Linked DNA regions of Mus musculus: region 2 is linked to region 1. The links are chromatin contacts, called in public promoter capture Hi-C maps. All regions are on one chromosome and are shown on one strand. The core of a region is the stretch at or near the end of the contact, and the rest is flanking DNA. Distances in the headings are between cores, read along the strand shown.

What was found. Capture Hi-C pulls out chosen DNA fragments and counts their contacts.
Region 2: a promoter capture Hi-C map of liver shows a contact between it and region 1. The contact joins two enhancer-like sites. A contact is called at or near these places in 1 of 39 promoter capture datasets (hippocampal neurons) and 3 of 9 other capture datasets (adipose tissue, liver and pancreatic islet).

What each region holds. Positions count from the first base shown.
Region 1 is chr17:26,593,762-26,597,545 of GRCm38.p6, reverse strand. The region is part of intron 1 of Ergic1 (endoplasmic reticulum-golgi intermediate compartment (ERGIC) 1); the gene reads right to left. Among named protein-coding and RNA genes, the nearest start is that of 1700049J03Rik, 30 kb to the right of the region's middle. Within about 2 kb of position 1,880, at least 148 of the 459 cell types and tissues checked have an H3K27ac peak or open chromatin away from gene starts, as enhancers often do. A contact at or near this core is called in adipose tissue and liver, where this site is marked.
Region 2 is chr17:26,752,158-26,756,348 of GRCm38.p6, reverse strand. All of the region lies in intron 4 of Crebrf (CREB3 regulatory factor), which reads right to left. Among named protein-coding and RNA genes, the nearest start is that of Bnip1, 27 kb to the left of the region's middle. Within about 2 kb of position 2,693, at least 69 of the 459 cell types and tissues checked have an H3K27ac peak or open chromatin away from gene starts, as enhancers often do. A contact at or near this core is called in adipose tissue and liver, where this site is marked.

The DNA of each region.
Region 1 (3,784 bases), core at 631-3,130:
TTAAAACACGAATCACGGCTACAATTTTCCAATCAATATTTCTGAACCAATAACAACCTTCTGTAAACAAAACTTCCTGTATCTGGAGTGTGCGGTAGCATGGCTCACTCTCTCACCTAGGCCTGCATTCCAACATCACCTTCCGGGAAGGCAGCCACCGCTCTGTGTCACTCCTCTCCACTCTTTTCTTCCCTCTCTGCTTGCAGTTACATGTGTACTGCCTGACTCCACCGCTGGGCTACACTGTGAGACCCAGATCCTCAGGCACCCCACAGAGGCCCCGAGAGACAAGTGCAAGGTGGGTGGAGGGGTGGCACACCTCCAAGTGGGGTCCATACACACTCCCTCAGAATCTTCCAGGAAACCATCAGATTCTCAGATGCTGGGCTTGACTGCAAGGTGGGCTGAGGGTCACTAAGTGCTGTTCAGGAGGGGCTCAGGCATTTGAGATAGCACACACCCATTTCTGAGAACAACAGACACCCACCTTCATAAGACCTTCAGCCTAAACCCACCTGAGTTACCCTAGTCAACAGTCGGATATGGGAGGGGCCTAGGGTACACACACACACACACACACACTCCCACCTCCTGGGCCAGGTACTACTACTTAGACACCTGATTGTTTCTATCTTGCTTAATCCTGCCCACCACCCAGGGAACACCATTAACAAATGCAGGAGGTTCACAGAAGCCAAATCACTTGTCTAGGCTCACAGAATCTGAATGGGGACTGGAGCCTGACGAGGAACCAAAGCGATAATTTTTCCCAACCACACCCTAACTGTTTTCACCCCTCCAGGGCCTTCACTGCCCCTGCTCAGCATGGTCCTCCTGTACCCTTACAGAACCTGTGCTAACAGAAAGCTGTGAGCATTTGGTGGGTGAATGAAGGAGAAAGAGTACCCCAGAGCGGCAGAACCACAATGCTGTACTGCCTGGAGACCCAGGCAGTACAGAGCTGGCAAGCGGCCCGAACCCCCACCTGTCTCCCAGCCTGTAACAGTCAGATTAGCTCAGACCCTGGAAGTAGAAAGACACCTGGGGCTTGGCCTGGATTCAGGTTTCCTGCTGGTGAACAGGAATCCCCTGAAGTGAAACAGGATGCTCTCCTGAGCCCCACACCCCCTGGACAGACGCTATAAATGGAAATGTATTCTTAGAGGGAGAGAACATGAGCGAGGGCTTTCAAAAGTGACCCATCATGGGGTAAAAATACAGCAGCATTTAAATGCTGAGCAGGGAGCGCTATTCCTGGACTAGATTCTCATGCTTGTGGCTTCCTGCCAGGGGCGGGCTTCCAACAGGTTTAAAACCAACAAACAGGGGCTGGATGGTGGGGCCTGGGGATAGTATTTCTCATACTCAGGAGGGCACTGGGGAGGGTAGCCTGTAGGAATAGCTTCGGAAGGTGCCCTTGAGTGGAGTCTGCACGTCCTTTGGGTCTGTCACTGGGCTCAGTGTTGCTGAGAAAACCTTTGGACAGCATTCTGTGATCTTGGGAAGTAACTGAAGGGCGAGTCTGGCTGGGTCTGGATAAAAAGACCAGATGAAGGTTTTAACCTGGAAGTGAATGACGTCTACTGAGCTTGAGTCTTAACTCATATTGCCTCATCTGATCTTCAAAACTAGATGGCAATTCAAGGCACAAAAAAAAAACAGACTTAGCCCTATTTCTAATAAGAGTAAGGCTTAGAAAACCCAGAGAAGAAGACACTCAGATGGAGATCCTGATTCTAGAAAGACAAGAAGAAACAAGTCTGGAGAAAAGAGTGGGAGGAGCCACGGGCACAGGGCAGTTCCTGGAAAGGCTCACGGTCACTCAGTGAGCTGGGGTCAGCCTTCACAGCTGGGATGGTTGACTGTGGGGCCTGGCAGGAAACTGTGAACTTGAAAAATTTGCCCATCACATTACTGTGAGGAGACTTCTCACAATCCTCTGTGGTGGGGCCCAGAGAAGGAAGGAAGGAAGGAAGGAAGGAAGTGGGCTGCACAGGCCTGGCTGCCGGTTCTGGAGAGCTCTTTCCTATGAGGGTGGCTAGCAATGTCCACTTCCTGGGACAGGCTGGTTATCTGTGAGAAAATGAAGATAGCTAGGCTGTGTCTCAGGAGGCCTGGTTGGTCTGCCCTTCTCTCTGTCCCATGGTGCCACCTATACTCTTGTCTCTGGAAGACCCTCAGGCCTTTCTACATGGCTGGCTGTGCCCTCTGCACCCCATCTGCGCTCTCTCTCTCTCCTATCTGCCTTTCTTCCACATTACTGAGTAGCTGCTATGGACCCGGCACAGGGCTGGGTGCTGGGAATACAGCGATGTCACCTTCCTGCCTTCGAGTCATCTGAGCTCTGGTGAGAAAGACAACAATCAGATATGAACACACGTCAGCACTGGTAAGCGTTTGAAGAAAAAGGACACAGTGCAGGAGTGAGGAGAGAGGTGCCTGCTAAGTCTGACAAGGAGTCAAATAATAGAGACCCGGATTACACAGGCCAACAGCCAAGTGCATATCTAAGGAGAACATTCTAGGCAGCAAGGACAGCAAGACCAAAGGCCCAGTGGCCAGCACACACCTGGAAGGTTCCTGCAATGCAGGGAGGCAGACTCAGGTGGAACGGGAGGAACAGACTAATGTCCAAGGTAGTTCTTCAAAACTCAGCTCACACATTCCTCCTGCAGCTGAAGCCAGCTGACCCGCCTGTCCCTTCTGATGCAGCCCCAGCCCTGTCATCACCTTCACTATGTAGTCATTAAACCCGTGTATTGTGTTCAGGAATGAACAGCATAGCCTTATGTTGTCTTACTTAAACTGGTGGTGGTATCTCATCCTCAAAGCTATGGACTGTAGCTGTCTTCAGACACCCAGAAGAAGGCATCCGATTCCATTACAGATGGTTGTGAGCCACCATGTGGTTGCTGGGAATTGAACTCAGGACCTCTGGAAGGGCAGTCAGTGCTCTTAACTGCTGTGCCACCTCTCCAGCACACACACACACACACACACACACACACACACACACACACACACACACACACACACACCTGGCCCCCCAGCAGTCTTGAAGTAGGAATATCATCTTGAAGCAACTAACGGCCTACTGAGCCACATGTGCCTGGGAACGTACAGAGCTCTGAGTGTTGGAGCCTGGCAGTTTCCGGCCCTGCTGGCAGTGACAGTCACAGATAGCATCAATGTAAGCAGGCCAGTCACTACAGCCTGCACTTACCTCCACAGCTTCCGGCTCACCTGGCTCTGGCTCTGAAGAAAACCATACGGGAAACCAGAAGCCTAGTGCTAATTCCCCAGAGAAGCGTTTAGAGAGGAGAGTAATCTTCCCTCTAGAAACATCAAGCCAACCACACCTCACGTCTCCAAAGTAGAGCATATAGAATAAGGCTCCAGAGGTCCTGGTCATGGAGAAATGGGCCAGGCAGGCCCTGAAGTGACTGGAGAGGCCCTAGAATTGTCAGATCTGGGAAACCCAGAGACCTGGAGGTCTTATGTGGCACTACTATTTTTAAAAAACAGTCTGCCAACTACTGTTTTTAAAGAATAAAAAGAACTGCTGAGCAAATATCTATGCATCAGATTTGGCTTGAGGACAGCCAATCAGCTTGTGACCTCAGCCTTGAATCTTGACAACGATACACACTTATACCAGAACAGGGAGCACTGCACTGTAGGCAGTAGGAGAGCAGAGGCTTGAGTGAAAGCCGCAGAGCTCAATGGGGACTTGGAGTCCAGGGAAGTTTCCATGAAAGGGATCGGGTCTACAGGTCTAGAAGCC
Region 2 (4,191 bases), core at 1,444-3,943, 160 kb before region 1:
TTTGCTGTGTGAAAATTATACCTCAATAAATAGGATTTAGACTGGGCAGTGGTAGTGCACACCTTTAATCCCAGCACTTGGGAGGCGGAGGCAGGCGGAATGCTGAGTTCGAGGCCAGCCTGGTCTACAGAATGAGTTCCAGGACAGCCAGGGCTACACAGAGAAACCCTGTCTCAAAAAACAAAACAAAACAAAACAAAAAATAAATAAAGAAAAAGGATTTAAAGAAAGGAGTCTGGATTGTAACTCAGTGGTTTGGGCCACTTAGCTGGCATGTGTGAGGTTTGTACTCAAAGGGGAAAAAAAGACAAAGTCACAGAATGGTGTCTGGGCAATGGTGCAGACAAACTTTGTGCTTCATTCCTAACATTCACAGTACACTCTGTGTGGCACAACAATGTAGAGAAATGTGAAATTTCTGGCCTTCAAAGAGTGTACACAGAGAGATAATGAGGTACATGCTGTTGTATATGTTGAATGTGTTTCACTTCACCCCTGACCAAACTATGTCACAATCATTGTAGACTACCCTTCACCAAAAACAATGTAGAAATGCAGTGTGACAACGAACCCTAGGTTTTCTTTTAAAAAAAAGGGGGAGGGGGGACAAGTGCAATGGTTCTGCAGGTGAAGATACTTGCTGCCAGATTCAACAACCTGAGTTTGATGCCCAGGACCCAGACGGTGGACAGAGAACTGACTCCTACAAGTTATTCTCTGACCTCCATACATGCACTATGGCACCTACACACACACAATATACAAAGAGAGATAGATAAACGAAATAATATCTTTTAAAAATGGTGTAGAGTATATATTTTATTGTAAAGGATTTCACCTTGTTCTTGTTACTAACCTATCTTTAGAACAGAGTAAAGGGTCACATGCCACCAGCTGAGGCATTTTTAGTTGGTGCTTGCTCCACAGTAAACTAAGCAAAACATTACTGCTTACAGAGATTACACAACCCCAAACAGAAAGATGCAACCAAAAAAATCTTGTCTCCCTACCAGCACCCATAACCAGTGTTTTACACATCTTGTTCTACCCAGTCCAAAGCATAGGGACAGACTTCATTCCACTTTCTTAAGCAAGCCCCTTTCCCACCATATTTCAGTATGTTCCCTTAGCATCTACCTTTGCTAGTCTGCAGGTGGCAAGACTCGTTTATTCACTCAATGCTCATGGAACTCATTTGATGTTTCTAAGAATTGACTGCCTCAGCTGCACAGAATGACATGATGAGAGGAGCCTGGCACGAATAGCAAAACTGAGCTGGGTCAGCTCTTAGGATTCAGGGAGCCCAGCTTTGGGTCCACATTGCACTATTCTACCTAACTGGTTGAGTGGTCTAAAAGTCTTGCTCACTGTATGCCAAATTCATAGTCACAGCAATGTTTATTTCTTCATCCCACCCAAAACAGGTACTAGATTTACTTCTGTGTTCAATGCTCCCAAGGAGCATTTAGGAGCTGGCAGCTTTCTGACCCAATCTTTTCTACTAGCATGTCCTATAAATTTATTACCTTTCCGCTCCCAACTCACAGAGTGTGTCCAGCCACACACTGTTCAATATAAAGGCCATGGAACCAAGTAAAATGAAAACTGACATGCTTACTCACTGATCTAACATCCACAGCCACTCATTCTTCTCACAAAATTTGCCCAGAGGAACTCTTGTCTATAACAGAAGTCTAACCACCACCACTCAAAATGAATCTGTGGCCAAGTTAAGTTTTACAAAACCATGCTCCTCCATCCCTGGCTGGCCAAGCCACAGAGCACAGAAACATATTAACACACTCTGAAAGAGCCTGCTAGAGTGGTACACGCAGTTAATCCCAGTATTCAGGAGGCAAGAACAGGCAGATTTATTAGTTCAGGGCTAGCCTGGTCTACATAGTGAGTTCCAGGACCCAGGGCTACAGAGAGACCCTGTCTCAAAAAATAAAAATAAAAGCATGACTTTCAGAGGATCTGGGGAGGCTGCTTCATGGTGGAGTAGCTATGGCACACCACGTGGAAGGCTGAAGGCTCAATCCCCACCACTACAATGGGAGGGAAGAATGACTGAAAAATCCCAAGAGCAAATACATCTGTTCAACTCTAAATTCTGTTAAGGCAAGGATTCCATTAATTTACATATAATTAATACCTAATATATGCAATGCCTAACATAAAAGATACTAAAACATGTTTTGATAAATGATTTCTTGATTCTCTTCTTGACCCTGCTTCTCTTTTGTTGATATACTGCCATAATTATCTAACTCATTTCTTGTTGACATGATTAAATTAGGATAGGATAGGATATATAGTGTAGTTCACTATATATCCTGGCACTTGGGAAGTAGAGGTGAGAGGATCAGGAGTTCAAAGTCAACTGAAGGTATATATCAAATCTAGGCCAGCCTGAACTACAGTAGATCTCGTGCCTCAAAAAAACCAAACAATGACAACAAAAAGAAAGTAAGAATGCCATATTTACAAAACATCCAGCCACACAGCTATGGTCTGAACAGACTACAAGCAAAGTCAACTGTGAAAAACATTCATGAGAATTAAAAAATAACCTCTCATTTTTAAGGAAGTGAGTTCTTGTTCTTGAACCATGCAATCTAACAACCCGAACCAGTTGTAGCCAGTCTACAGAATAGGCTCTATTAGCACTCGGCAGTTGGTTCAGAAGAGAAACTGAAACTTGATTTTTGCACCTCTCCTGGAACTTTGCAAGATCATCAACTGCATAGCCATTTGCCAAGAAACAGAATTTCAGGAGCTGGTCATCACAAAAGGATCTTTGTAAACCACTCACTCAACCCCAGACTACTGCTCTGACAGGAGTATAACTAGCCTTATTTTATTGATTCAAAAAATGTCTTCCTATTTCTCAGCCACAATTTCCTTTTGCACCCCTCAAGTTGGTTTAAATCTTTCTTTCAAGAAAAGAAATAATTTGTATCCCCCCAAAAAATTTAAAGCCCAAATAAGTTCTACAAAATTGTGTTAATTTATGGTGCAAGTATGTCATTCACTAACATTTAGAATACTGCACAAGTAATCCTAACCCAAAGCTTCACTTCAAGTCAAGTGAAAGTGAATGAATTTAGATGGCATATTCATTCATTAAGACATTAAGCAGCATTATCACTTAGATCCAGGAAGAGCACCAGATTACACTAAATACCTTCTAATACATAAAGCCACTGCCTAGCTGCTCAAGGAGAAAACGCTATGGAAGAAAAGGAAAGAGGATATGGCTAGACAGACTTAAAAACGTGTAGTCGCTGTATAAATCAAAATTCTGAGAAGATGGAAATGGTGTCATGGAGACTGAGTTTTCTTGAATTCACCTATGTGATCTCAAAAAACTAAAAATGTAAATCAAATATGGTGGGCATCCCAGCATAATCTGTTAGAAGAATCTCTGGGTAATAAACTGGGAAAAGCTAGATGCCAGCTGTTTGAAGATGTGGATGGGAGCTACACATCCAGAGTCTAATAGTAAGGAAAACAGAAATGTATAAAGCAAAGGAGGACCTTTCTGATCTGCCCCTTACAATGGAAGTGGTGTCTAGACACAGTCTTCCATAAAGACCCTTATGGGGCAGGGCACACACCTGCTGATCCCTCAGATACTATGAATCCCAGAAAGGCCACAATCCAAGATAAGGAAGAATTTTTCCTGACCAGCAAGTTTGATCTTTGCTGGTAAGCAACTACAAGAGTGATGTGCTTTGTCTGACACAACGTTCAAAGGAGTCCAGCTTCACCTTTTGTTGAGACTTGTGGTGGTGCTAAAGGGAAGAGGAAGCCACACACTACTAAAAAGGATAAGTTGACTCTACTGAAATGAAAAGAAAAAAACCACACAAGACAAAAACAGTAACAACAAAAACTTGCCAACCCATACTCTTGTAAAACACAGGAAAAGCATTACTAGGCTGTGTGCTGAAATCTGGCAAGCAGACTAAAACTGACTAACAAAGTCTGCATCAGAACCATGAAGTATTCAACAACATGGCTAGAGACAGAGTTGGCAAAGAAACATAAAGATGTAAGTTCCAAGCAGCCTTGAACACTGGAAGAACTGTGACCTTAACTGTGAAGAACAACTTAAGAGTTTAACATGGGAACAAAACACCCATGGAAGGAGTTACAGAAACAAAGTTTGGAGCTGAGATGAAAGGA